3 separate regions of the Hordeum vulgare genome follow, and all the other regions are linked to region 1. Evidence: chromatin contacts called from public Hi-C data. All regions are on one chromosome and are shown on one strand. Each heading gives the region's core, a stretch centred on a gene start, on an enhancer-like site or on the middle of the called end of the contact. The rest is flanking DNA. Distances are from core to core; before and after follow the strand shown.

Region 1 (2,700 bases), core at 175-2,674:
AATCCAAGCTACAGATTTGTTGCAACTATATCACACCTTTAAGAAGCTAGCTGGATTACTGATATATTCATACTAATTTTATTTACAGAAGATTATTTCGTTCAGGAAATGCTCATAGCTTATATGCAAACCTTAGAATCTCGAGGTATATATAGGATCTAGAGCTACTTATATGCAAACCTAGCTTAGCTTCTTCATAACAACTTAAGAGCATATCCAGCCGTTGAGCCCCCTAGGAGGCCTTTCTTACGCCGGTTGGGGTTGCCCCGGCGTAATTTTTACTCTGGGGTGAATTTTTTTCCAGTTGTTGTGCTCCCAGCAACCAGACGGGGCACTCTATGCCGGCCACGTGCCCTCTATGTGGTTCCTGTGACATGTGCGGAGGAGAGAGAAAAGAGAGAGAGAGAGAGGGGGGGGATGGGCGACTGATGGTGGGCCATTTGCATGCAGAAAGTAGCGTCGGCGCCCACAGACGCCCCCCCCCCCCGGGGGGGGGGGGGTTCTGCCTTGGTCCGCCGACGCTATTTTTGGCCAAATCCGACGAAAAGTGAGGCGTTGGAGGTGCGAGTGGGACTTTTTTCATTCGCCGGCGTCGAAAAAATGCTCCTGGGGGGACGGCTGGAGATGCTCTAAGGCCATGAATCTACCTCTCTCATAATCATGCATGGAGTAGTATCTACTCCCTCCATTTCATAATATAGTGCGCTCGTTCTTCTCGAGATTTAAGTTTGATCATAAATTTAATCAATGTGGACGAGTGTGGAGGGAGCAAAAATTATACCATTAAAAACTTTTTTAAATACGAATTCAATGGTACAATTTTTATTCCCGCTGCAATCGTGCACATTGATTAAATTTATGGTTAAATTTAAGTCTCGAAAAACGTAACACACTACTATAGTATGAGACGGAGAGAATATATTAACTAACCATGTCCATACGCATGCATGATGGTACATTAGTAGTACTTATTAGCAGCTACTTAGCACGTAACAATGTAGCTAGCTATAGGACCCAACACCAAAGGGGCCTTGGTGATGTAGAAAACGGCCATACCCTCAAGGCACATAATTGGTGGTCCAAGCATATGCATATGCATATGCCCTAGAAAACAGCAGAAATATATATTATACATGAGTGAGAGAGAGGGAGAGAGAAAAGCTTTAAGCATGGCAGGAGCAATTGTAATCAATATCTTGTCCAAGCGTGGCGCCATAACGCATGTGCACTGTACCATACCACCCCCCGCTTCTTCACTGGCTCCGGCCCGGCCGGCCTTTCACCGATCGCACTCCATCTCAAAGGGACACGGTCCCCTCCTCCTCCTCCTCTCACCTCCATTACAACATATCCATAGCTCTCCCCCCACCACCACAACCGCCACGGCACGGCGAGGCACCGTATCGTATCACACGACGTCGACAGCACGCGCCACGGGGACCCGTACGTATGTGTCGTCGACGCGCCTGAGGGGAGGAAAGATCAGGAGAGGGATCGATTGACGGCGAGAGATTGTAGATATATAGATGGAGATGCATGCACTAGTACATATGTAAAGACGACTAAACAGAGAAAGGTGCTGGCCGGCTCTGTGTAGCTACCCCTGCTAGTACTCGAGGGTATCAGATGCCATGCCATTGTCTGGATTGATGATGCTTGCCTGATCATTAACCTTAGCTTCTTGTTCTTCTTAGAAGTTTTCCATCGATCGCTACCAGTAGGGGGTGGGGTGGGGGGGGTGTGCACAAAATATGTAGGTAGGTGGCTAGGCAGGGGTATGGGCCTCTGAATTTTGCATGGGACCGAAAGCTAGACACAACCGATCGATCAGGTATGTGCAGGAAGAGTGCCAAAATTATGTGTCTGCGGTTTCCGTGATGCGTCCCTAGCTGACGCGCAAGTGATGTGATGGTTGCAACAATCTTTTCAAAGGCAATCGTACAATTATACATGTCAAATAGATGGCCGGTACATGATGTACCCGTGAAGCATTGCTATCAATCTTGCACATGCCATGCATGATTATTTACTATTTTTTTTTGTCTATATTAGTATTGCTAACCTGAAATATATGTATAAGGTCAGTGCTGTACAAGAGCAAAGGCTATAGCTACAGAATAGCTATTAAGCTGAAGAAAGCTTTTACTACATGCACGTGCCTAGGCATGCACAATGACACATGCATTGACATTTGCATATAGGATGAGACACCATGGGAGGCAGATGCATACCCAACTCCTTCTGGTCCTGCAGTGGAATGGAATAGAGAGGAAGATTATTCAGGCAATCAGGCAGGCTACCTATACAACCCTCTCCTGACCCTCTCTGACCCCTCTTCTCTTCTTCTCTCTCTATGGAGGTGGGCTCCATGCATCTTCTCGTCCCATGACACTGACCTGAAAAGAGCTAAGGCTGCCTCTCCTTTCATTAATATCCACCTGCATCTAGCTTCCTCTCCAATTGCTTCAAGCCTTTGTTACTACCACATGCAAACAGTTCTAAACAACGCACACACCCTATATATCGGCATCTCTGTGCCATGTTTAGCTGCCTCCCTCTTCACTCTCCTACCATATTTAACCATTTGCATGTTTCTACCTATGCCGCTGGTGGCCTAGAGACATGGGCGGATCTGGGTCATTAGCGACACACTACTGGGAAATCAGAGCAAAATCGACAAAATTGACCTCTAAACAAAAC
Region 2 (2,700 bases), core at 198-2,697, 200 kb after region 1:
GAATCGTGTCGTCGGCATATTGAAGGATAGAGAGACCATCATCAACTAGATGATCCACTACCCATCAATCTGGCCATCAACCTTGACAAGCTCAATCATGACCGCTAACATATCCTTCACTATATTAAATAGCATCAGCGATATTGAGTCACCTTGTCGTAACCCCTTCGTCGTTTGGGAATAGAGGCCAACGTCATCATTGATTTTAATGGCTAAAAAGACGTGTCCATGAATAGAGAGAACAAAAAAGGTTTACCTTGGAGATGACCAAACTTCCTACCATGCTCAATCGATCGTCCGGTGTCATCGGTACCTCGCATGCACGGACCAGCCTATGCATGCATGCAGGCCAAGGCGAGCGGGGCAGCCGCCCTGGGGCCCCGAACGTGATGTGGGCACTTCTACTTATGTGGTGTGCAGTGCGTGGTAGTGTGGACCTCGCTCTACATAGCCAAAATCCATCGGCAATGCTAAAGAGTAAAGACTACTGTGGCGAGCTACACTGCTGCGCTTTGCGTTGCCATTTCGTCTCCCATCACGGCCTGCATGTGCGCTTCACCATGCACCGCAGAGTTGCAAGCTTGTCAGGGTCTGGAACGACAGTTGTGCGTCCGTAAACATCCAACTATTCTACCAAACTGTCAGTAAAGTTAAAGACTTCACGTAGTGAACTCCTTTGTATCTACTAATAGTTTGCAATTTCTTCAGGTGACCAAACCTATACATGCTCATGTAATTTTCTGGGAGAAAAATAGGGAGACCCTTATTTTAGACTTTGTGCTCCGTGCAACATTAATTAATCGCTTGAAGTACCACACAAGACGGGAGTACAACATGCGTGGTACACAGGATTTTTCAGGGCATTTTTAGAAGTTCCCGATGATAATACACCAACTTTCGGCAGGTCTGCATCACGTTATGGCCTCCTCCGCCGCCACCTCCACATGCAAGCCCCCTGAGAAGCGAGAACGAATCCAAAAAAACGTGCTTAAATCTCCACATGCATACCGTACGTAGTATAATATGCATGTACACACACAATGTGCCTGGCATATACGTATCATGGTGTGTATAGGCTCCACGAGCTCGCTTCGTCAAAGAAAGCTGCTGCACGAAAATGAAAGCCAATCAGGGCGCATGCGTCGCTTTATCACACACGGCGCTTTCAAACGGACGAGGAGTGAGAGCAACGGCAACGCCGTGTGTACGGCGTGCTCAATCATGGATGCGAGCGTGTCACATTCCTACCCCTCTCACGCGTACGAGCAATTCTGCAGGAGAATTGTTGATTTTTGCAGGAGTACTCCATGCATGCGTTAGTTAACCTGTAAAGTGTAAAAGGCGGTGACCTTGACAACTACGTGTACAGTAGGCCACTGTACGCAGTGTGTGTGCTCGATCGGGGGCTCCAGTGTTAGATCTGAACGGCAGAATGAGAAGAGCTTCCATGCCTCCTCACTGTTCATGGCTTGCTTATGGACGGGTACACACACCCACTGTGGCCTGTGGGGGGGACAGGGACACCGCTGGAAAGAGGGTTTTATCTCGGCCCTGAGGGCAACTGGACCATGCATGGTGTTGGCAGGGTGAACTGTACATTGATCAAAGCAAATAAAGGATGTAGATGTTGATACATATAGGCCTAACTATTCAATCAAACACTTTTATCAGAGCATCTACTACCCCAACTTACAAATCCGGCCCCTCAAACACCCGCGGACGCGATGACGGACGTGTTCGTTTTGAACCCTTACTTTTTCGTCTGCGCAGCCGCACCTTTCATATTTTTTTCTCATATGTCCGGTTACTTGCACATGATTGATGGAGAAAAAGAGACTTGCATATGATTGGTGGAGAAGAAAAGAGATAGAGAAAAGAATGAATAAAGAAAAAAGGAAAGGTGGTCCGCGTGGGATCGCGTCCTACGTGGCGGACTGACCGGGCGTGCCCGGATGCGTCCGTAAGCCCTCGTATCGTCCTCATGTTTAAGATGGATATGAGGGATATCGCTCAGTCCGAGCGTTTGAGATGGGCATGAAGGGTCCGGCTGGATCAATTTTTTGTGACCGGGCAGGCTGTCCGGATCGGACGTTTGAGGCTGATTTGAAGGGTCCGGATGTAGATGCTTTAAGATGATTAGATTGTTACTTACCCGCAAAAAAAGTTCGTTACTTGTTGTTAGTAGGATAGTTGTTACAACATGTTATTTTATAATTAGATATATACACCTGAAGTAAGAATAAAAGGATATATGCACCTGGGCATCTCAACCGCGGTTCTTTTCTATATATACCTGCTACCGATTGGTGAATAAGGAATTTTTCAAAGCTCACATAGTATCACCGTGGTCACCACATGCAAAATGGGAAGCAAAGAAGTATAAAACATTGTTAATAATATAGCCAGCTAATGGCTATATGGTGTGTTGTCACATCATTTACAGCCAATCTTATAACCGGTAAGTAGAATAGTTGGGTATAAGTATGTAGTATTACTTTGTTAGTACATAGTCCACCTCACACTTTTATAAAGTATCTAGAAGCACATGTTGCAACCGGCTTTAACTAGTAGACTGAGTTCTTTTTTTCTTTTAACTAAGCAAAAGTATAATATTTAAAGAGTTACAGCCCGTCTACAACATTTTAGTGTACTTGCTCCCTTTACAAGCTCTAGCTCAGAACTAGCTACTCGAACAGAAAT
Region 3 (2,700 bases), core at 120-2,619, 220 kb after region 1:
CGGACAAAAATAAAGGCCCAACGCACAACCCAAACCCAAAACGCGTACGTACGAATCCATTTCCGATCCAAAATTACGCCTGAAATGCGTCGGGTGCAGACGCGTAGCCAGGACGGAACCCATGGCTGTGTGCGGTTCGTTTGGGTCGGCGCGTCGGAGTCGTTCTAATGAAATCCTCCAAAACAAGCAGGTTAATCACGACAGGTACACACCACCATCATTTCTGGTGACTTGATTTTGTTTGAGAAACCCAAATTCAAAAAATGTACCCTCAAAAACATGAACCGGTCGTTTTATTAACAAGGTGGCCACACCCCTAAAATGAACCTAGTATTGGCCAGCTCAACCGAAACCTGCGCACGACGCAACTACCTAGCCTAGTCTATGAACTTTACATATGTAGGCAGTGGCTAAGCTAGCCCAGCTGATGCCTTTCCTGGCTGAGCATGCATACATGCATACGCATGTCTCGGTGGTTGCTAGCTAGCTGCAGTGTGGTCGCATACGTACATACATAGGCTAGAGCGCGCATGCATGCACGGCCAGACACACAAACAAGGTCGGCCGGTCAGGCCTGCAGAGCACAGCAAAAGGCGCAGACGCGTCACCTGGATGGGACGGCCATCTATCCTAGTCTGGTTCTAGGAGTAGTGTCCATGGATAGATAGATAGCTCTAGCTAGGTGTGCCGTGCAATTACTCGATGCGATCCGGCCTAATCGATCGATCCCTGATATATAGCCTTCCATCGGTCCCAACGGCCGAGTCTTTACTCCCAGCGAGCGACGCCACATCGAAAAGACAGGAACGATCAAACAACCAGAACGATTTCACGACATCCCTGGAACAATTTCACGACAGCTTTGGGCACCTTTTCTCCAAGATATCTTTGGAAGGAATGATCCAGCTAAAGACCGGCTCCTGTTGCTGCTGCATGCCCCTGAGCTATCGCATCCACCGTTCAGCAAATCCAGTGGAAACGGCGGCCGGCCAGCAGCAGGGAACTCCAGAACCTCAGTAGTTGCAGTAGCACATCTCGCTTCGTCTGCTAGCGTACGTCCGCGTGCAGATGCGGATCTCGGAGTGTCCGAAATGCAGATCGATCGTCGTCGTCGTCGGTTCAGATGATTCGATGGGCCGATACAAATCCAGCATGCCGTGGCTAGTGGAGTTAGGCGGCCGCGGCCGGTCAAAAAGATGCGTTGCCATCGATGGGGACGCCACGAGAAACTAGCCAAAGGGCGGCCTCCACACACGGCGCTTTCGACCGGGATCGGTTTTCGTTCAGGCCGCGCCCCAACCCCCACAGGCTCCGGAGGGGTTCAGTGCATCTTCTTCCTGTCGCTCGTTCGCTCGATCGGCGTCCATCAGGCAGATGGCAGATAGATGTCTCCGGCCGGCCGTGTCATATCGACATCGCAGCAACATGTGTATACCATTGTCCAGTCTCCAGTCCACACAGCCAGCCAGCCAGCCAAGAGGCAGGAAGAGGAGGAAAACTGAGCTCCTGCTGCTTGCCGTAGAAGGCAGCATATTGCCCGCGGCAAGAGGAGGTCGACTTGCCCGATCCGGCGACTTGGACAGCCACTTTTATATTCTGTATACGTGTCCAAAGCATGCACGCACGCCATGCTTTTCTTCTGGTCCGGATAGCAACCCTGCACTGTACACACTTGAGATGCTTCTTGACTCCACATGCTTACCGTGTAGAAGTGCATGCTCTAGCCAATGCAATCAAAAGATCGATCTGATGAAAGAGACTAGACAGCACATTATACGTACGTCCATGTCCAGCTTAGCCTTGTTTTCGTTGCTCTCTTGTACAGTCGGCCGGCCATGCTTTCCAGGTTGCGTAGCTGAACCCAATTGCCAAAGAGTAAGCAGCAGCAGGGCATCCCTGGCCGGGCCTGGGTAGCTGCTATCTGGAGTAGTAGCTAGCTAGCTACCAAAAGCGGCACCGCGCGCGCGCTGATGATGGAGGTGACACACCACCGGTTGCAATGCACGCCGTCGATCGGGAAAATGTTATGACGAATTATATATGTGGCCCTGCACTCCACCGGCTGCACAGTCGTAGCATCATGGAACATTATGGCTGGGCGGTTACTGTGCTGCCGCTGCATGCTCCTGCTACCACACGCTGCACCATGCCGATGGATCGATGCTGTAGAGCTATAGCTAGCTACATGGACCAGTGGTGGTGCGCGCAGCCTTTTCCCCATATGTAGAGTACATGCCATGCTCAGCCGGCGGCACAGCCTGCGTGCTACATGCCCGATCGAGTGGATGTGGATTAATTTACGTAGGAACTCGAGGAAGAAGAAGAGTTTTGGCTGTGCAATGCATTGCCTGAGTCCGTCGTGTCTAGCTGCGTTATGATCGTCTGGGCCTGGCCGTGCTCCACCAGGATGCCAGCATAAGTATGGTGTGGAAGCGAAACGGCCGATATTCTGCAGGCACAACCACGGTGCAAGGAACACGACACTGATGCACCCTTTCCGTCAGTGAAGTAGGCCTGTATGTAAACCAATATACTACTGTAGTATATATCGCTTGTCGCCAGCAAAATAGTGCTCGCCCACCCCATTAGTGGGGGCGCTATGCGGTTTTCAGAAAGAACCTTATGACCGCTTTTGGCAAATTTTCGTCCGATTTTTCATTCTTTTATGTGGTTTTTATTTATGTATTATTTATGGTTTAC

What was found. Hi-C and Micro-C count contacts between places; a contact is called where the count stands out from the background.
Region 2: a Hi-C map of leaf shows a contact between it and region 1, with 6 times the contacts expected there. The contact joins two enhancer-like sites. A contact is called at or near these places in 2 of 6 Hi-C or Micro-C datasets (both in leaf).
Region 3: a Hi-C map of leaf shows a contact between it and region 1, with 2.5 times the contacts expected there. The contact joins two enhancer-like sites. A contact is called at or near these places in 2 of 6 Hi-C or Micro-C datasets (leaf and seedling).

The regions. Positions count from the first base shown.
Region 1 is chr4H:595,488,620-595,491,319 of MorexV3_pseudomolecules_assembly, reverse strand. No RefSeq gene overlaps it. Among protein-coding and RNA genes, the nearest start is that of LOC123449889, 43 kb to the left of the region's middle. Within about 2 kb of position 1,424, at least 3 of the 3 cell types and tissues checked have open chromatin away from gene starts, as enhancers often do. A contact at or near this core is called in leaf, where this site is marked.
Region 2 is chr4H:595,292,103-595,294,802 of MorexV3_pseudomolecules_assembly, reverse strand. No RefSeq gene overlaps it. Among protein-coding and RNA genes, the nearest start is that of LOC123449887, 63 kb to the right of the region's middle. Within about 2 kb of position 1,447, at least 3 of the 3 cell types and tissues checked have open chromatin away from gene starts, as enhancers often do. A contact at or near this core is called in leaf, where this site is marked.
Region 3 is chr4H:595,272,865-595,275,564 of MorexV3_pseudomolecules_assembly, reverse strand. No RefSeq gene overlaps it. Among protein-coding and RNA genes, the nearest start is that of LOC123449887, 44 kb to the right of the region's middle. Within about 2 kb of position 1,369, at least 2 of the 3 cell types and tissues checked have open chromatin away from gene starts, as enhancers often do. A contact at or near this core is called in leaf, where this site is marked.